7 separate regions of the Mus musculus genome follow, and regions 1, 2, 3, 5, 6 and 7 are each linked to region 4. A link is a contact called in public Hi-C, HiChIP or PLAC-seq and promoter capture Hi-C data. All regions are on one chromosome and are shown on one strand. Each heading gives the region's core, a stretch centred on a gene start, on an enhancer-like site or on the middle of the called end of the contact. The rest is flanking DNA. Distances are from core to core; before and after follow the strand shown. Region 1 holds the start of Cdca2 (cell division cycle associated 2). Region 2 holds the start of Kif13b (kinesin family member 13B). Region 3 holds the start of Dock5 (dedicator of cytokinesis 5). Region 4 holds the start of Ptk2b (PTK2 protein tyrosine kinase 2 beta). Region 5 holds the start of Mir124a-1hg (Mir124-1 host gene (non-protein coding)). Region 6 holds the start of Fzd3 (frizzled class receptor 3). Region 7 holds the start of Hmbox1 (homeobox containing 1).

Region 1 (2,780 bases), core at 54-2,553, 1.4 Mb before region 4:
AACATTTTCCAAAGAATAACTTTCAAGGGTGGGGCAAGAGGCAGCTGCAACATCGGAAAAATATTTAGCACCACGCCCTCCACAGAGGCCTAAATGCAGCTAAGGCTACTGTCAAATCAAGTCATTCCGAAGGTCTGCTGTCACTGTCCTCTAAGGAATCAAAAACAAGGCGGCACAGTAAAACATGTATAAAAGTTTGCACGGTGGCGGGGCAAGGGGCCCGGGGCACCTTGAGAGAGAAGGAAAGTGGTTCAGACCAGGTCCACATTCTGAGGATGTCACTCGACTGTCCCCTGGAGTTTTCTTCTCCCGACCTGGCCAGGGTCACCCGCCTCCATGATCACTGCCTCCTCCCCGGGCAGAGCATTACTCAGCACCGATAAGGACAGGAAGGCGCAGCGGGAAGGTGGGAGGGGACCTCGGCCAGCTGCTCAGGTGACAGTGGCGCCTCGGAGCCCCGCCGGCAGAGCAGCCCCGGGCTGTCGGAGGCTGCGGGGGTCCCCGGGTCGCGCCCCCGCTACCGCTTACCTTGCCGTTGCTCGGGCTGCCGTTCAAGAACAGCGTGACCCGCCGCATCGCGCCGCCCGCGCCGGGTCCTGAGGGAGCCGCCACCCTCGCTCCCGGCCCGCCACCCGCCGCGCTCCGCGCCCGCGAGACCCCTCCCGCCTCCCACCCGGACTCTCCGCCCTTCGCCACCTTCCTGGTCGGCCCCACACTCCTCACGCACGCACCCTCAGTCCCACACCCCGGGGTTGGCCGATCCTCCTTCCCACCCCGCCCCTAGGCTCCTCAGCCTGCTAGCGGCCCTTCCCCCCAACCGCGCCCAGACCGACGCTGAGCTGCGCCAATCAACACGCTGTACCGGCCAGTATTTAGCCAATCAGAGTCCGGCTGGGGGGTGGGCTCAGAGTAACACTAGACGGCGGTGGAAGGAAAGAGAGGCTGAGGGCTGGTTGACGGAATGGAGTATCAGCGAATCAGAGAAGAACCTACTGGGCAAAGGGCCGCTCTAAGCGTTACTGAGCAGGCGCACGTTGGAGTGTAGGAGTGCTCATTTGCATAAAGAGACTGGGTCTAAGGAAGAGGCGGGACGCCGAAGTCCCATAGACCAATCAGCTCCTCGCTAGGCTTTTGCCCCTTCTACTGTACCCACCCACCGAGGTAACGGTTGGTATCGGGATTGGCTAATAGGGTAAACTAGCCATCCGGCGGTTCTGTCTCGATTGGTCTAGTGATTCATTTTCGAAGTTTCCAGCAGCCAATCCAAGGTTTGGGGTGGCATTTGAAGTGTTGCTCCGCGGAACTCACTGGTAGACCCCAGGACACCTTTTTGCTGCAGCTCTGTCTCGCCAGGGTCATTTAGGGCTGGCCGTGTTTTTTCCGGGATCCACGGAGGTCTCCCTGCGCCGTTCGAAAGCACGAGGGTGAGGCCCGGAGGGAGCGGTACCCACGTCACACGTGGTCCACGGCTCGTGGGTATCCCTCCGCGGGGGCGTGGCCGCGGTTTGAATTTGCTGGCGGGCAAGTGAAGCTTGACCGCTTCGGCCGGACGTGGTGTGTCTGGTGTGCAGCGGCCGGCAGGAGGCCAGCCCGGCTCCCTTCCCCGGCCTCTGGTGCTCTCTGAAACGGAGCCTCCGCGACGCTTGTCGTAGTCGTCCGAGGGAACGCGCAGGGTCCTGGGCGGGAGAGGTAGGCCTGCTATCCGGCCGGGGTTCAGGGATGCAAAGCCCTGATAAATCAGTTCGGTCCGCTTTGTTTAGTCAATAGTACCTCCCGCCGTTTCTTTAATCAGAACGCCCCAGCCTGTGGTCCCCTGGTATTGATTGCCTTAGAGTTCTGTCACATTGTTTTTGGCTTATAGTGAGGTTATTTTTCACATTTTTTTCTCTAACTTCCTCATCTTTTAGATGGATGCGAGTTCACACGACAAGCCTCTCTCTGAATCCAAGGAGTGTGTCCTTAATAATTCTGGTATGTGGTGACCTGTTGCCCTCGTTAGATGGAAGATTTGAGTGTTTTGATGTATTAACACCCCCAATGTGCTGTCCGTTTTCAGAAAATGACGTTTTTAGATTGGGAACTGAACCGTTTGTGACTCCTCAGAAGCATGTAGCAGATGCGACTCCTAATCTTTGCACCCCTGATACCTTTAAGTCACCTTTGGACTTCACCACAGTAACCGTAGAGCAGTTGGGAATTACACCTGAAAGCTTTGTTAAGACCTCTTCCGGTAAGAGAAGTTCTTGGATTGCATAGTTTTTTTTTTCAAATTTAACAGTAACTGTAGTAGGCCCCAATTATACATGTCTGTACTGCCTGACACTCCTTCTGTGTGTATTTATGCTGACCCTGCAGACTTGCTTGTTCGGCACAGCTCAGCAAATAGAGCAATGTTTCTGAATCAGTTGTGCTTTGTGTGCACCCTAGAAAACAGTGTGTATGAAAATCAGAGGGCATTGAAAGGTAGTTGAGAACCGGTAAAAGTGACAAGGCCGTGTGCCTCATTCAAAAATCCCAAACAGAAAATTGACCCAGATAATGATTTTCTTTAGCTTCAGGAATGAAATTCCCAATGGAGAAGTAAATCTAGGGCTAGGGTTCTTTTGGGTTGTAGAATAGCAATTATAAAGAAGGATAACGAGACTGGAAGCCAATCACACCGTGAGCTAGGCGAAGCCAGAGTGACACTCATTCTCTACCGCTCAGAATTATCACATAAAAGACTGGGTCCGTTTTCGTGTGCTTAGGTGTGAGCAGAATTCAGGGTGGCGTGCTGAGGG
Region 2 (2,700 bases), core at 7-2,506, 1.6 Mb after region 4:
GTTTTCTTTTTTTCTTTAGTTTTTTTTTAATCGCAGTAATGATCACAATGAGGTGAAGTGATCTAAAATAAAGATGTCTGGATACTCAAAAAATGGGAGAACTGAAAACTTTCAGACTTCTAAGCTACTCACTCTGTTTTGTGAGAACCTGGATGTTAGGAGGCAATGAGCTGAGAGCTTAAAAAGTTCCGTCTTCAGGGGAAAAGCTTGCCTCATAGACTTCAGCAGGTTCAAGTAGGCAAACCAACGACAAGAAAACAGAGACACCAAGTTCCCAAGGAACAACCAACCAGAGAAATCTTTGTTAACTTTTACACCTACTTACCTCAATACATACACAAAAGGGCAAGGAGACAGAAAAACTATTTCCTACACACTAGACTTTAAACACAGTAAAACAAACTAGAAACCTTGGAAAATGACTCCTGCACTTAATAATGGCTCTAGCTAGTCAGTAGTCTAAATCAATTAGCAGCAATTCCATCTCCCGGGAGCGCGGCAGCAACCTCAATAACAAGACTTGTCTAGAAAGTGTTTTCAAACACATCACCTCATTTTAAGTACCCTGCCCAGTCACCCTCTGGTGAAGCTACAGAGGCAAAAAGCAGCTACTCCCCGGATTCAAGTTGGGCTTCAGTCTTTCCAACTTGGATAGATGATTTACGTGTCCTGGGTTTATCTACTTTCTCTACCCTCCCTACAGACTTCAGAGCATGTCTGAAAGATACAATTTCCCAAGAATCTTGGCACTGAGACTATTTATTGTTGAGATGATGACTATCACTTCAAGCAAAAGGAAAAAAAGGAAACCTCTCGACAGTCATAAACCAGAAAAGAACTAAGAAGGCATGCATGTCCTTCCTTTTCTGCAAACAGCCACAAGGTGCAGGTTCAAGGGAGAACGTGGAAAATCGAAAAGTAGGGCTGTCCGCCCTAAGAGCTGCGTACACAGGAGGACTGCGAGGCCGGAGCTGCCCCAGGCCTGGAGAGCTCGGTGACAGCTGGCGGGGCGGAGGGCTGAGGGCCCGACCGCGCCGTCGAGGGCGCACGCGCGCTGAAGGGAGCCCGCCGAGACCCCCGGGACGCCGAAGCTCTACCACCACAGGCACCTGTCGCCCCCGGCCCGGGACAAGCGCTCACCTCGTCGGTTCATTGGCCGGACCCGTACCGCCACTTTCACTTTGGAGTCTCCCATCGTGCTACCGCCGGGGTTCTCACTGCACCTCCGTCTACCTCGGCCACCGGACAAACTCTCCGAGGCCAACCCGGCGGGCGGGGGCTGTGGGGGAAAAGGGGGCGGGACCGACGAGGGGCGAGGACCGGTGCGTCCCGGGGCATGCTGGGATGTGTAGTTCCCACAAGTCAGGCCGAGGCGCTGGCGGGAAAATTCGCGCGCCGCTCTCTGGAACTTGTAGTCATCTGTCGCCGTTTTACAATTGTGCCGCTGTTCCTGTACCTCCCTCTCCTTTCTTTTCCTTCTCTTTCTTTACTTCTTCCTCTCTCTTCCTTCCTTCCTATCTGTTGCAGGATTTTCCCTGTCCATCCCGCAACACCTAACTTCTCTTTTGTGTGCGTGTGGAGAGTTTTCTGGACATTAAAATTAGCACTTTATGAATGGTAGGCAAGCGCTCTATCCTTGAGTTATATTCCCAGCCTTCCTTTTATTATTTTTTGAGATAATAAAAGTAGAGATAGTTTATTAAGAAAGAGAAAGCCAACTGGCCATGGTGTCACAGGCCTTTAACCCCAGCACTTGGGAAGCAAAAATAGGCTGATCGCTGTTGAGTTTGAGGCCAGTCTGGTCTATAGCATGAGATCCAGTATAGCCAGGAATATAAAGAGAAACCCTGTCTCAAAAAAAGAAAAAAGAAAAAGAAAGAAAGAAAAGGCACTTCTAAGAATAGGAATGGGCTAGTGAGCTGGGAAAATACATACACTGCCTTGTTGGTGCTGGGCCTTTCCCCTTCTGTGTAATGTACTTGTTATTTATTTATTTATTTATTGGATGTGTGTGTGTGTGTACACATGTGGGAGCATGTGTCAAAAGACAACTTTCAAGAGTCAGTTCTCTCCTTCTATCTACCCTGTGGGTCCTAGGGATGGAATTCAGTTATCTGGCTAGCAAGCCAGAACATTTACCCACTGAACCATCTCAATGGCCCTGTTTGGAGTTTTGTTATAGTTTTTCATTGGATGGGTGGGGTTTTTGGGGTTTGTTTTGTTTTGTTTTTTTACTTCTTTTTCTCTTCTTTTTTTATGTTTATGGATGTTTGCCTGAATGTATATCTGTATGCCTGTGCTGAATTCAGAAGAGGGCATCCGATCCCCTGGACCTAGAATTACAGAGAGTTGCGAGCCACCACATAGGGGCAGAGAATAGAGCCCAGTGAGCCAGCTCTCCAGCCCCTGTGCTTTGGGTTTTGATAGAGGTCCACATGAGTTGCTCAAATTAGCTTTTTACTTGCAATCTTCCTGTCTCACCCTCTCAAGTAGCTGGAATAACAGACCTGAGGCCTCTCTCGCCTGCCTCTGTATCTAGCCCTAGCTGGTCTGTAAACTCACTCAGTAGACAGACTGGTCTCCACTTCAGAGATCCATCTGCTTCTGCCTTCTAAGTGCTGGAGCTAAAGGTTTGCACCTCGCCTCACCTCGATTCTGCAGGACTCTTAAACTCTAGCAATCTGTATTGAGACTACGGTG
Region 3 (2,700 bases), core at 20-2,519, 1.7 Mb before region 4:
TATTGCTTAGAATTTTTGGTGATTTTATTTTTCTAAATATTCAGTATTAAGTATACAATGAACATGTAACTTTAAATCACAAAGGAGATAAATGACACATTATGTAATCATACTCAACTTTAAGATCTCAACTATCAAGAATAAAAACTGGCATTAAAAAAAAAGAGATGCGACTGAACCACTTTAAGAAAGATGGCTGAAGCACGGTCATAAGTACCTATTGTTTCTTTCAACCAGGACTTTAAGTTCAGAACTTACTTTCTCAGGAGGAAAACCAAGACTAATATATATATATATATATTCAGGCATGGTTTGCAAAAAGTCATCAGAGTTCACTCATCTCTAATCAAGCATTACTGTCTATTACTGTGTGTTTTAATTACATGTTCTGTTCTTGTCAGGTTCCAAACCGGCAAGAAAGCCTCCACAGACTCCAAGAACAACACAATTTCCCGCAAGAGGTATTTTTCAGATGGCGAAGCTAACTGGTTGGCTGGTTAGTCTGAAATTTTACTTCTAAGTGTGAGGTGTCCTTACTACTAAGTAGCTTTTTCATTCTGGAGGTCTCTCCAAGATGGAAGCGCGTCTCCCCGCCGGCAGAGGGCGCCAAGCGCACCCCTGTGTAGTTTAACGCACAACTGCCTTTTGGAGTCCTCAGTCCCAGGCTGAAAAAGGACAGTGGTGGGAGTTGGGGGGTGGGGTGGTGGTGGTGGTGGTAGATGTTCTGGGGTCCTCCCCACAAGGATGCCTTCTGGGCAGGGGGTCAGTTGGAAAGGGGAACCTTTTGGAGCGAACTTCTTCCCTTAGTGTGAAAGTTTGTGTTGCTGCAACTGAGGAGAAATAAATCCCTGAGTTTGGGGTTTCCGGATTAGCGCTTTGTCAACAGTGTCCTAACGGAGGGTCTTCTAGATTGGATACGTCTACTTCTGAAGCGCCCGTGTCCCTTGCACCAGTTCTCTGCGGACCTTGAAGCTCGGCTTCCGGCTCTCTCGGGGCTGCAGCAGACGCTCCCGGAGGCGAAGGCGGGAGCTCACGGCTCATTCATTCAACAAATATTTACTGAGCGTCCGGAGGCGACCGGTGACTCTCACCAGCTCCTCCTCCGCGCTCGGCGGCGCAGCAGCCCGGGAGCGCTGGGCAATCGCAGAGCCGACGCTGGGAGGACCGGGCGGGCGGCTCCGGGCTGCGGCTCCAGCCGGGCGAGGCGGAGCCGGCGGGGGAGGCGGGCGGCCCCGGGGCGCAGAGGGCGCGGCCAGCGGGAGGAGCCCGGGCGGCGCCGGGGAGGGCGCGCGGGGCTGCACGGCCGCCGGTCCCAGCAGGTGACCGCGGGCGAGCGGGCGTGCGTGCGGGGCCCCGGGCGCGAGCGAGGCGGGACGGCGTAGACGCGGCCGGCGCGCCAAAGTCGTCCAAGTTTTGCCGGAACATGGCGGAGGAGTCCGGCCGGCGCAGCAGCGCTCCGAGCACGAGTGTCTGTAGCCGCTAGCGCCGCGGGGCGAGGTCGTCGCCATGGCCCGTTGGATCCCTACCAAGAGGCAGAAGTATGGGGTTGGTGAGTGCTTGCCCCGCCCCACCCTCGCCCGAGCGCCCGGGAGTCCACTTTGGCCCCGCGGAGCTCGCGCACACTCGGCCACTCGGTCCCGCTGCTGCACCCCGGGAGTCTAGCCCGCTCTGGTGTAAAAGTGCTTTTAGGCTTGGGGACTCTGATCCTCCCCTATCCGAACCCCAACTCTAGTGGCGCACACTGTGGGAACGCGCCAGGTCCCCACTGCCGTTGGTGGCCAGCGAGGGCCGCACGTGGGACGGTGCGCTTTGCGAGTGCCCTTCCCCAGATCCCACTTGGAAGCTCCAGAGTCCCTTTCCCTCTCTCCCTCCCTCCCTGGGACTGCAGTCCGGATCGCAGTCAAAGACAAAATGGGAAGCCGAAGTTGCCAGTAGAGGTGATGGAAGAGGCAGGAAGTGTGAGGCGTGGGAAGGAGGGCAAGGGGGTCCTGGGGCTGTTTGTGAGGACACCCATCTGACCTACTGGCGTGGTTGGAGAGGTGTGACACAGCTTCCCCCCAGGGGCAGGAAGAGGGTAGGTTCCGCGCAAGCGGGTGGCGTTTGTGTTCGCAGTACCCTAGCGCTCCGTCATTGCTGAACTCTGGCCTCTAGGTTTGGATCTGAAACCTTGGCGTTGAGGGGTTGGACCCAGGTGGAAAAACTTTCCACTTTCACTTTTCATTGAGCCAGGTCAGGGAGGAAGCACTCACCTTTAGCCGGACGATTGCCAGGAGAATTAGACTTTAAATGGAGCCTCTGGAATAAACAAGTGTGTTGTGTGGGAATTTTATCACTTTCTCTCAGGTCCACTCACTTGGCGCGTTTGAAATGCAACCCCTTACTTCACTCCTGTCAGCGCACCTCTTTTCCTTCAAGTCCTGGACCCACAGGAACACTGCCTGAAATTATCAGTCTGCCGTGACAGACATGAAGTCCTATGTGCCTATGTAACCGGGACTCAGACACCGCCTTCAGTCTTTAGTATATTATAATGTGATGCAGATTGAAAGCCTGCATATGTACATTTGCAAATATGTATATATACACACACACACACACACATATATATATGCATAATTCTCAACCTTTTTTTTTTTAATTTGTCTTTACTTTTAGAATTTTTGCTCCTCCACATGGCTGTGGGTTACATGGAAAGGTGAC
Region 4 (2,700 bases), core at 143-2,642:
ACAGCTAAAATCTACATTTTGTTACATCTTAAGACATATGAACTTTATAGCTTTAATTGATTTTATGATTATTGCTATTGGTTTTTCGGGACAGGGTTTTTCTCTGTAGCCTGGCTGTCCCGTAACTCACTCAGTAGATCATGCTGGTCTTGAACTCAGAATTCTACTTGCCTCTGCCTCCTGAGTTCTTAATTAATTAAGTCTGCTTTCTCTTGAGAAGCCATCACCACCACTCTGAAAGATGAGTGTTGGTAGCTTCTGATGGTCTCCTGGGGCAGCAGGTCTGTTGAACTTGGAGGTGGGGTAGGGTGAAGAAGTGTCATCATGAAAACTGTGGCTTTCACAGGGAGTTGGGCAGCTTGATGTTGCAGTCTCAGGACTGCTACTATCAGAGACAGAACTGTGACTAAACCCCAAACCCCAAAGGGCACAGGATAAAGATGTCTGGGGCAGGGTCTCCTGCTAAGTCCAGCTCACTGACCTCCACTTAGGAGAAAGTCAGAATCTTTCTCGGGCTAGAGAAGTAAATGATGTCGCAACTTAGTACTTTAGATCTGCCTCAAGTACCACTGCCTTACTGATGCAGTAAAGAGATGGCCAGCCTCTTCGGAGGGTCACGGATACAAACTGATGCAGGGAGAGGGCCACAGAAGAAAATCATTGTAAGGCTTCTCTAGTCTTTTCTGGTTTTGTTGTTATTAATGCTGGGTTGGGGTTGGGTTTTGGGGTTTGGGGTTTTTTTGTTTGTTTGTTTGTTTGTTTGTTTTGTTTTGTTTTGTTTTGTTTTTGAGACATGATCTCTTTCAGCCTAGCCTCATCTTGAACTCACCTCATAGCCAAGGATAGACCTCCAGAGCGTTGGAATTACAGATATCCACCACCTACACTCAGTATTATGCCTTTGGTTCTGGGAATGGAATCCAGGCTAGACACACATTCTACCGTCTGAGCTACATTCCCAACCCCTTCCCCGACTGTTTTGGGACTGTGTTCTGGTCCTCCAGGGTCTGGGCTCAGAAACCCAGTCCTAGGTGTTTCCAATCCTGTACCAGTCATATCGGGCATCCCTAATATTTATCTGACCTAGGGTGAGGGCCATTTCAAGGTGTGGAGCCATGGGGGCCACTGCTGAGAACATGGGTCAGGTCTGGTGACTAAAGGCTGCAGAGAAGGGTGCCTGGAAGAAGCCAGGTGTGGTAGGAGTTGGAGGTCAACCAACTGCAAGAGGTCCGGAGCACCTGAGGACCCCAATTGGGGCCCTAAGGCAATGGGCTCTGGCCCCCGGGTCAGCCGGGCAGCTCCAGGAATTGCAGGCGGCATCTATTTCAGAGTTTATGGTAAGAGGTTGGAGCCTGCACACACAGACAGCACACCCCACCCTTTAAGGAAGTGGAGAGGAGAGCAGCAGGGGTGTGGTTAACGACCGAGAGGAGGAGGGGGAAAAACAACCTGTCAGCCTCTTACTCAGCCTCTGCAGGCAGAGCCGCGCGTCCTACCTGCGGCGGCTGCGCTCACCTGGCCCAGCCCGGAGCCCTGGCCCGAGTCCGCGCCTCGCCCGAGGGTAAGTCCTGCGTGTTCCTACCCAGCGCCGGGGTCAGGGACACTTCGATCGCTCGACTTAAGTGGAAAGCTGGAGAGGGTCTACAGTTCCAGTCCTTCGGGAAGCTTGAGAATTCCTGGAAAGGTAGCCAAGGACCCAGAAAGTCGGAGGCGCGGAGCAGGTGCTTTCCCTGAGCTTGCCGCCCTGAGCTAGGGGGTTAGGGAGGGCGCTAGAGAAGGCATCTATTTTTGGAGTTCTTTTTAAGACTAAAGGGTGTTTCTCCCTTTTTGTCCTGTTATCTTATTCAGAGAGGGGCGACTAGGGGCACGATTGAAATCGGCTCAGCAACAATGCTTGTCTCTAAAGGTTGGATTTGGGAACTCCGAACCCAACCGAGGGCTTCAGAACCCAACTTCAGCTCTAGCTCAGACCTCTGCCCAGGCACGGCGCGCTCTTCTCCACAGTGCCCTTCGGCACCCATGTGGCCTATCTTCCCACCCCTGCACCACCCCTATCCCCAGCCTCTGGGACGTTTTGTTTTTGTTTGTTTGTTGTTTTTTTTCCCTGAAGCTGGAGCTTTAAGACAAACGGGGTTCTCCAAGAGGAACCATACCATAGTGTGTGTAGTGTGTGTAGTGTGTGTGTGTGTGTGTGTGTGTGTGTGTGTGTGTGTGTGCGTGTGTGTTCGTGCTGAAGTTCCAAAGTTCACACCAGCCGCACTGGCTCATTTTGAAGCTGCTTTCCCCATGCCCCTTGAGGGTTAAGTTCTGGGCTGCTGTTCCTGCTGCCAGGCTGTGCGTGGGCAAAGCTTTGGGTGGGTGAACAGCGAGCATATGGGTGACGTTCTGAGGCCCACCAAGTCCTGCCACCTGCCCTCACCCTCAGCCAGATGACACCAATATCTCCCATCACCCCTATACTGGAAGCAAGATTCCGATTCCGCTGTGCTCCTTGAAGAAACCAAGCTGGGACCTGAGGGTTGGGTGTGTGTGTGTGGGGGGGGGGCATTAGCCCGGGAGAATTGGAAAGCAGGAGGGAGAAGAACCTTAGCAGATCTTGTACCAGTCTGGAGCCCGCTGAGACAATGCATGGTTTGGAAAGGGTAGGGGTACCAGGCAGCCGCAGTGTGCTCAGGTCAACAAACTCTTGCGGTTCACAGT
Region 5 (2,700 bases), core at 120-2,619, 1.7 Mb after region 4:
CCCCTATAGAATGTAGCTGGGTGGGGTGGGGGAGAGATCCCCAAATCCATAGGGACAATAAAATATTATTTTAAGACCCCTCCCTCTCTGCTCTCCATCACTCTGTTTACACACAAGTCCAGTCACCTTATGCATGTACATGTCAATTTCACAAGACTGCTTTCAACAGACACCCACGTTGCCATTCCCTGAACAAACCCACCCAGTGCACCAGAGTGAGGAAGGTGCTTCCTAACCCACAGACCTCCCTCACCTGGTCCATCCCACTCCCTACTAGTGCCTTATCCTTTCAGGCAGTCGTCCCCCCCCCCCCTTTCTCTTTTCTAAGCCTTCCCCATTCTCCTTCCCAATGGCTCAAAAAAGCCAGGTAGAGGGCATAGAGGACAAGTTAAATCTAACTGGATCGGTTCCGTTCAGCTTCCCACCCACCCCACAGGGTTGGGGGACACAGTCTTTACCTAACACTGACCCTTTTAAAGCATGCCACAAAAATCAATAAAATTGAGTCCGAATAACCTCAGAGGTCCGCAGGTCCGGCCGGGTACTGTTGGGCAGCGTTGATCTCTCCAATCGGGGAGCCAGAGTTCCGCGCGTCCCAAGACGCTTTGTCCCGGAACCCCCGCACAATATCCTCATCTTTTTGTTCTCCTTTAAAGGATCCTGGTTGCAGTCCGCCGCGTTTCAGCCAGTCCAAACCAAAGGCGGATCTATTGGAATAAAAAGGGATGGGGATAATATACACGCAGATGGATGCGGGAGAGTAGTGGAGGCTAAAGTCAGCCCCGCAAGCAAGGAGCGGCCTCCCTGGCCAAGCCCCAAGTGCTTCCTCGGCTATTGAAGGGAATTGCTGCTGGCAGGCGCTGATGCTGGCTCCACCTGGCCGGAGGAAAAGCATCCTGGCGATGACCCTGAAAGAATTAAGACACAAAACCAAAAAAAAAAAAAAAAAAAAAAAAAAAAAAACCCCAAACCGAACCAAACCACCAAAACAAAAAAGCAAAAAGCCAGAATCCTCCTCTGGTGAACCAGAGCACGCGTGCAGAAGAAACCGCTCTGCTGGTGGCCGCGGTCGAGGGGGAAGGATGCTAGCGCAGGAGGCGAAGGTTGCAGAGGCTGCACCCTCAGATGAATAATAATAACGCGCTGAGAAGTTGCAGTGCAGCTTGGAAATCCAGCCCTGCGCGTGAACTCGCGTCGAGTGCGGATTGCAGGGGATGGGGGAGAAAGGGGGGGGGGTGAGGAGAGAAGAGAGGGGGAGGGGGTGAGGGGATTGAGAGGAAGACAGAGAGAGGGACGCAGAGAATTTAGTGCCTTTTCTTTTAGTCTTACCAAGAGCTGATCTCCTTCACTGTCCTCGTTGGGTGAGGCCGAGGTCCTTTTTAAAAATTATTATTCCTTTAACGGATTATTCAGCTAAGAGAAGCCACATCTGCTGACAGTTCCGAAAACAAGAGGATTAGGAGTAGGTCCACAGAGCCCGGCCCGCAGCCCCCCCCCCCCCCCTCTGCACCAGCACACGTCACTCTCACTGCCCCCGGGCACCTCCCTCTCCTCGCTCGGTGTTCGGGAGGGTTGTGCCAAGAAAAATGCGGATTTGGGGAAAGTGAGAAGTGGGGGTGCTCTCACGAACGGGAAAGCCAAGGCCGGAGGTGGCGATTCGCACCCCCACACTTACACTCGCTTCCGTTTATCCGTTTAGATCCTGGGAGAAGTGGGTGCTTTCACCGCACCCACACGCGCCGCATCTGCAGTGGTCAGAGCCCTCCGATCCCTTGAAGCCACCCTGGCCGCCCCAGACCCTGCCAAAGTCCTCTGGGTGGACTCGGGGGGCTCAATCCTACCCCTGCCTGAATAGCTTCATGGTCTCCAGTCCTCTTTTTCTCAGTCCCCTCCGTGCAATACCGCCGCTAGCCCACTCCCGGTTTCTTGAGCTTCGGTCAATGGAGTGGGGAGCTCGGGGGCACTTGCACACCTTCTGCTTGTCGTCCTCAGCCCGAATTGCCGGGCTGTAGCTCAGCCAGGCTGGTGAGGATGGAGCTGGGTGCTGCTGCGGTTGTGGTTGCTGTCACTGCGGAGAGCGCGAGGCTGCGGGGCGGTGCGGCGACCCGAGCGCCAGTGCAGCCTCCTCCTCACCCCTCCCTAGGCTGGCGTCTGGGCAGGACAGTGCTGGGGGTGGGAAGACGAATGGCGGAAGGTGGGGGGATGGAGGACCATAGTCTCTTGTCGCCCCCACCAACGCCCCCCCCCCCGCAGTCAAGGTGAAAGTGAAGGAGAGCGGGCGCGCGTGCTCGCGCCTCTAGTTGCGTGCGCGCGCTCCTCCCCTGCCCGCGCCCTCCCGCCCGCCCTCGCCCGCCGGGGCCAGATGGACGTCCGAGATTACAGAGGCACAAAAGTGCGTCTACACGTCCAGCCACCCGTCCTGCGGACGTGGAGAGCCACTTCGGGGAGGCGCCTTTTGTTGTACTTGTGTGGCTGTGTAACTGTTTTTCTTTTCCAAGAGCAGAGTTAGCTGTGGCTTAAAGAAGGACCAAGAATGAATGTCCCCCATAAGAGCGAACCAAAAAGACCTTCCCCCACTCGAGCCCCCGCGCCTGCGATGAGAAATCTGTCTTCCCAAAGGGCTATTGCGGCAGCCGCGAGGCAGCCCCGACCTGCTCACGCAGGCCCATCTGCTTTCCCTACGCCTGCTTTTCTTTGATG
Region 6 (2,700 bases), core at 96-2,595, 1.0 Mb after region 4:
TTGCCTGGAATGGCCCTAAGAATCAACATTATTGTCCTGAAAATGTTGCTGCACAAGTGCCAATAAGGAAAGTGGAAATTGCTATTTCAGATTTTGTTTATCACGCTGGCCTATCAAATTCTGTCAATTCTGATGTGAGACTGACCTGAGCACAAGACTTTTCAGCATTCACTAAATTACCTGAGAACCTTTTAAAAATTATATCTGACTCTGTCTCTTGTTATCTGTCTCTCTGTACACCTATGGGCCAGAGGTCAACTACAGGTGTGTTAGTCAGTTGCTCTCCACCTAGTTTTTTGAGACAAATCTTTCACTGGCCTGGGGATTCACCAAATGGGCTAGGCTGAGTGACTAGCTAGCCCCAGGACCCACCCTGGCTCCACCTCCCCAGCACTGGGACCACAAGTGCCTGCTATTAGGACTGATTTTGTTGTTGTTATTTTGTTGTTGTTGTTGTTTTGTGGGTTCTGGGGATGTAACTCAGGTTCTTCCGCTTGTATAGCAAATGTTTTACCAACAGAACTGTATCTTCAGCCCATATGTTCTCACCGTAGCCATTTATAAACATAAGGGTCAGTAGTGTCAAGTACAATCACTTGCAACAGGGCCAACGTTGCTGTATGTCCTGTGAGCTACCAAGAGAACCAAATGAAGCCATGGACTCTAAGTTGAAGATGGACAAAAAGAAAGATAGGTAAAACCCTGTAACAAAGAGAAACGCAATCACGATTAATTGAATACAGGCTCTTCCATTAAAATGCTGTGTGACTAAGTAAGACATCCAACCTTTCTGAGAGTTCTTCTCCCTGTTGGGAAAAAATAAAATTGTGTTTAGATGACCTCTAAAGAAATCTTTCAGCTCCTCAAGCCGTGCATATAGCAAAGGGAGTGGGGAGCCCTCTAAGCGGAAGATGAGGCATGTCACCAGCGAGCACAAGCTCCGTCTGTTTATAGTAAGGTCTCGGTGGAGAGGACGCGAAGTGTGCACCTGCTTCGCCGGTCAGAGTGCAGCGTTGCAACAGACCGGGTGTCCCTTGCTACCTGTGCGCGGCACTACCCTTCACCGTGAGTCCCCGAGGTCCGAGGTTGGCACACTGGCTTCCGCACTGGACCCGCACTGAGAACTTGGCTCAGGCGGACTTTGCAAGAAGGACTGGGCACATGTTGGATGAATGCCTCCAGCGCTGGGAACCACCAAACCGACGCGCGGCGCTCAAGACGTCACTATCACCTAGGACGCCAGGCTGAGAACAACGAAGCCGGTCAGCGCTGCACAGCCAGGAGCTGGATAGGAGGCTGACCGTAGCGCGCATGCGCGGCACGTGCGCGCGCACCTCCCTCCCCGGGCCGCGCGCCTCGACGCTCGCGAAGGCTCGGCGCGCCTGCGGTCCTCGGCCGCTCGGGGAACCTGAGGGACGCGCGGCTGCCTGCGGGGCCAGCGGCGCTGCCCGGGAGAGCCCGGAGGCCGGCGGTGAGGTGAGTCGTGCGGCCGACGTTTCCTCCGGGGCCGGGAGGGCGGGAGAGGAGCGTTGCGTGTGGAGAGCGCCGAGGCGCCTGCCCCAGCCCAGCCGCCCCTCGTCAGGCGGCGCTCGCTGCTCGCGTCGCGGCCGAACAAAAGCCCGAGGCCGGCGCTGCCGAGGCGGGCGCGGAGCTGCGGCTGGCGAGCGGCCCGGCCGGAGCCGGGTCGGAGTGGGCGGCGCGGAGTTCGGGGCCGCGGCCGCTCTAAGCGAGGATGCCCTGGGAAAGCGGCGGGGCCGGTACGTCCCGCCCGCGCCGGGCAACCTGTGCGAGTGTGGACGCGGCGGGTCCCCGCGCCGGTCGCCTGCGGGGAGCGAGGCCGGGCCCAGCCGGTTTCTGCGCTCGGCGCCGCGGGGGCGTGGGCGGGAGGACGATGCGCCGAGCTCCGGCGCCGCTGCTTCCCTGCAGCCCCCGGCCGACCCCTGACACCCAGCGCCCAAAAGTTGTCCCTTGCTGCCCATCAGTTTGCAAAGTCGGAGGCTCCCAGCGCCGCGCGCTCCCCAGGTACCCCCGCGGTGGGGACTCGGGGTCGGCAGATTTGCCCTGGGATGCGGCGTGAATTCCTAGCCTCTGGAATAAAGGCACTGAGATGCGGGTAACGTTAAGGTTGTAAACATCCCATAGGCTTTTCGCATCTTGGGACTCTTGGAGGTAGGGACTTCCTCAAGGGAAGAGGAGAGGGCTTTTTCATTTTTCTTTTCTCCTCCCTTTTCCTATTCTTTCCCTCTTGTGGGTAGAAAAAGAACAAAAGCACATGCCATTAATTAGGCAGAAGAGACTTAAAGTTGAAAAACGTCTCGAGAGGTCTGGGTTTTCGCCCAATGATAGAATCACAATTTTTAGCTCCCTTCTGAATTTCTCAGACTGCCGAACAGACGCACCAGCTTAAATCTCACGGTGGGAAAGTCCTTCAGTACATCCAGAATGTTTGTTGATGGGAATTGGGTTGCTTTGCAAAACCAGTACATGAGAGCAGGGAAACAAAGACCAGCTGGGCTTAAGGATGCCACCTCCCTTCTCAGCCTGCTTTGGTCCTCGGTGGTCTACTGGGCATAATGGGCTAGAAGAGGACTAGATAAATCTAGTTGTGTATTAAGAAGCGGGTACTCAAGTTGTGCATGATAATGGCTCATGCCTGTAATTTGAGTAATCGGAAACTAAAGCAAGAGAATCTCCGAAAGT
Region 7 (2,719 bases), core at 95-2,594, 1.3 Mb after region 4:
AGAACATACCAAACACACTTCACTCTATTGAGGATATTTCTCTCCACGTAGCAATTAGGAAGATTCTACAGTAAGTTGGCAGTGAGAATGTAGGGAATAGGAGGGCGACGACAAGCATTTCACACCTGCGTTCAATTTCCTTATTACTCTATTACTTATTCCATTAAGCTTGAATAAAACAACTTGTTAGAACGGTGTGCTCAGAAAAATGGGGCAAAGCAAATATCTGAAAAGGCCACCTGTCAGCTTAGTGTTTTGCCACACAGTTACTTCTTCAGGAGGCATGTTTTATCTAGAGCTGTTTATTTCAAGCAGGCTTTAGACGGGAATCCTTCAAGGGCACCACCCTTTAGCATCTCTTTCTTGTAATTCGAACTGCAGTTAGGAGTAACAGGACATTTAGACCTTCTGTCTGATCGCTCCTACTTTCTGTTCAGATCGGAATCCAGCCTCGCAATATCAGTAGGAGTCCACTCAAGTGCTCATTAAGTGGAAAGTGGTTGATGATCTATTATAGCTCTCAGGTGCAGGCTGAGAAACATGACCAAACCAAAGTTTTGGAGCCTATCTTTAGCCCAAGGGTGAAGAAATGTAACATACAACCTCACGTGCGGCCAAAGGGATCTGCCAAACAGTAATGAAGACCTCCTGACAGATGCAGGAGCTGTGGGATGTGAGCAAGCGGGAATTCAAATCCCAATCGCAAAACCCAGCTCACTTTATAATTTTTAAGTGCTGACCTCCCTCCGTGATAAATCATGGTGGAGGCGACAGACTCCAAAGATATATAGCATTCATTACCTTTGCCCTCTGACTTAGTAGTGGAAACTCACCAGTTTCATATCGGACTTTTGGTTGTTCAGTACCAGTCTCTTCACTTCTAAAGACAGGGAAGGATCTTCCGGTTTAATCTCTATAGCCCAGAGCATCGCGGGACTTGGAGTCTTCACTCCTTAAGCATTTTCCAGAGCCTCACGGGAAATGTAGTTTTACTGCAGGTATCATGGGCACTGTGGGCGTCTTTCCTTTTCCTCCCTTTTCTCTCTAATCACCTCCTTCCGTCCGCTCAAATTCATCGCCGCCGCCAATTCATCCTTCCTTTCCATCCCAGCATGATATCATGTCCCTCATCTGGGTCTAGCATCCATGGTATTCTGGGATGTGTAGTCCGCACGATTTCAGCTCCCAGCTCCCCTCCTCCCTGTGGGAAGGCGTATGGGCGCAGTGCCTGCTGGAAGCTGTAGTTCCCTAGGGCCTCAGACCCTCAACTCTGCACTTTTCCTCTAGGGAACCGGAAACTACAACTCCCAGGGATGCCCAGCGGCAGCAGGTGGGAGCGGGGCTGTTGCTATCAATATGGCGGTTGTCAGCCAGACAAAGACAGTCAGTCTGATGTGATTGAGACAAGGGAGGTTTTCAGGGGGAGACTGGGAGATAGGGGCCTCCCCTCCCCCCTAGGCTCTTCCTGCGCGGGCCTGGAGCCCTCCTCAGCCCCTCCCGCAGGGCGCCCCGCGGTGAAGATCCCCTCCCCCTCCCGCCTTCCTCCTCCCTCCCTCAGCCTTGCACTGGGACGCTGGGGAGGGGGCTGAGCAGGGTGCAGAGAACTCTCAGCTGGATTTCCAAGGTGAGTGGGGTCGTTTGCAAGCTGGACTGCCTCAAGTCTCTTTTCCTCACTTCTCTCATTACTTTAAGGAAAAAAAAATGTCGAGATGTTTGGGGGGGAGAGAAAGTGAGTAGGCGCCACAGATGGGTCTCTGGAGTAGCCAGGTTGAGCATAGGGGAGCAAGTAGGGGTACTTCCGAGGGGGCGGCCGTGCGCGGGCTGTGGGGTGGGGCAGTTTGTGAGGGGCGGGCGTGGAGAGGCGTCGATGGCTTCCCAACTTCTCTCTGGTCTTCAGGACCGGCGGAAGGTTTGAATCCTGGAGTTGGGGGGTCTTCCTGCTTGGGAGTTTGAGAAACTGTAAGGTGGTTTCGAGGTGTGCTGGTTTGTTTGGGGAGTGTCTCGCTGTGTTTTAAACTGTGACGTGTACTTGGGTGCTGCGATCGTCTTGAAGGAATGTCTGTAGATGGTAAGTTAGATGGCTGGAGTCAGAGATAAGCGGCCTGGGCTTGGGAAGCACGCAGGAGTCCCGGGCTGGACTTTTGGTCCAAGGATCTTGTGCAGGGTTTGGGGGGGCTCAGTAACTCGTTAGTGTCTGGGCGCCCAGCTCACACTCGGTGCCCTACTCTGGGCCAGTCTCCACCCCAAACTCCCGGCAGGACTATATAGATGATGTGATGTGGAGATGCATCTTTGCCTCAAGTCGGCAGCTAAAGGTGGGAAAGGAAAAGTGTCTCTTAGTATTTTATTCCGGAACCGTGTTTGGGTTACACTATTGGGGCTACTTTGAAAGGAGTCCTCCACCCACCTTCACCCCGAAACAGTAAGTAGAGGTATCTTGTCATCTTCATGCTCAGTAGCTTGCCAGTTATTTAAAATTCGGGAACGTGGGGCTGGGAATCTCGAGTGCTAAATGCCATCCGCATCGCTGTCTTCTAATGAGACAGAACGTCTGCTCTGTATCCTGAGGTAGATAAGGCGACTTATTTTCGTAGTTGAAAAAACTGTTGGAAATTTTTTGCGGAGAAGAGGGTTGACTGTGCGCTGAAAGGCGCTGTGGTCTTTTTTTGTTTTTTGTTTTTTGTTTTTTGTTGTTTGTTTTGTTTTTTCTTCTACCCCA

Evidence for each region. Promoter capture Hi-C pulls out the DNA fragments that hold promoters and counts their contacts. A called contact is a pair of places that touch in the nucleus more often than the background predicts. HiChIP or PLAC-seq counts read pairs in DNA pulled down with a chosen protein or histone mark. Capture Hi-C pulls out chosen DNA fragments and counts their contacts.
Region 1: a contact with region 4 is called in a Hi-C map of pre-B cells, with 6 times the contacts expected there. The contact joins the promoter of Cdca2 here to the promoter of Ptk2b in region 4. A contact is called at or near these places in 1 of 39 promoter capture datasets (liver), 1 of 484 Hi-C or Micro-C datasets (pre-B cells) and 2 of 115 datasets of contacts at active chromatin or transcription factors (pro-B cells and thymic regulatory T cells).
Region 2: a contact with region 4 is called in a promoter capture Hi-C map of pre-B cells, with 4 times the contacts expected there. The contact joins the promoter of Kif13b here to the promoter of Ptk2b in region 4. A contact is called at or near these places in 2 of 39 promoter capture datasets (liver and pre-B cells).
Region 3: a promoter capture Hi-C map of liver shows a contact between it and region 4, with 2.4 times the contacts expected there. The contact joins the promoter of Dock5 here to the promoter of Ptk2b in region 4. A contact is called at or near these places in 2 of 39 promoter capture datasets (both in liver) and 1 of 9 other capture datasets (liver).
Region 5: a contact with region 4 is called in an H3K27ac HiChIP or PLAC-seq map of embryonic stem cells, with 5 times the contacts expected there. The contact joins the promoter of Mir124a-1hg here to the promoter of Ptk2b in region 4. A contact is called at or near these places in 1 of 39 promoter capture datasets (stem cell-derived epiblast-like cells) and 1 of 115 datasets of contacts at active chromatin or transcription factors (embryonic stem cells).
Region 6: a promoter capture Hi-C map of stem cell-derived epiblast-like cells shows a contact between it and region 4, with 4 times the contacts expected there. The contact joins the promoter of Fzd3 here to the promoter of Ptk2b in region 4. A contact is called at or near these places in 3 of 39 promoter capture datasets (hippocampal neurons, liver and stem cell-derived epiblast-like cells).
Region 7: a contact with region 4 is called in a promoter capture Hi-C map of pre-B cells, with 4 times the contacts expected there. The contact joins the promoter of Hmbox1 here to the promoter of Ptk2b in region 4. A contact is called at or near these places in 3 of 39 promoter capture datasets (the C10 cell line, hippocampal neurons and pre-B cells).

What each region holds. Positions count from the first base shown.
Region 1 is chr14:67,714,133-67,716,912 of GRCm38.p6, reverse strand. It overlaps Cdca2 (cell division cycle associated 2), which reads left to right and starts at 1,303. Exons shown (of 15, transcript NM_001110162.1): 1 at 1,303-1,689; 2 at 1,908-1,971; 3 at 2,057-2,230. The coding sequence starts at 1,908. Kctd9 (potassium channel tetramerisation domain containing 9) reads right to left here and starts at 815. Exons shown (of 12, transcript NM_001111028.1): 1 at 529-815. The coding sequence starts at 576.
Region 2 is chr14:64,651,097-64,653,796 of GRCm38.p6, reverse strand. It overlaps Kif13b (kinesin family member 13B), which reads right to left and starts at 1,256. Exons shown (of 40, transcript NM_001081177.2): 1 at 1,141-1,256. The coding sequence starts at 1,195.
Region 3 is chr14:67,932,141-67,934,840 of GRCm38.p6, reverse strand. Dock5 (dedicator of cytokinesis 5) reads left to right here and starts at 1,269. Exons shown (of 52, transcript NM_177780.3): 1 at 1,269-1,549. The coding sequence starts at 1,507.
Region 4 is chr14:66,279,744-66,282,443 of GRCm38.p6, reverse strand. It overlaps Ptk2b (PTK2 protein tyrosine kinase 2 beta), which reads left to right and starts at 1,392. Exons shown (of 31, transcript NM_001162366.2): 1 at 1,392-1,561.
Region 5 is chr14:64,586,784-64,589,483 of GRCm38.p6, reverse strand. Mir124a-1hg (Mir124-1 host gene (non-protein coding)) reads right to left here and starts at 1,369. Exons shown (of 4, transcript NR_040709.1): 1 at 1,330-1,369; 2 at 517-707.
Region 6 is chr14:65,261,108-65,263,807 of GRCm38.p6, reverse strand. It overlaps Fzd3 (frizzled class receptor 3), which reads left to right and starts at 1,345. Exons shown (of 7, transcript NM_021458.2): 1 at 1,345-1,476.
Region 7 is chr14:64,948,482-64,951,200 of GRCm38.p6, reverse strand. It overlaps Hmbox1 (homeobox containing 1), which reads left to right and starts at 1,344. Exons shown (of 10, transcript NM_177338.6): 1 at 1,344-1,624. Ints9 (integrator complex subunit 9) reads right to left here and starts at 908. Exons shown (of 17, transcript NM_153414.5): 1 at 834-908. The coding sequence starts at 842.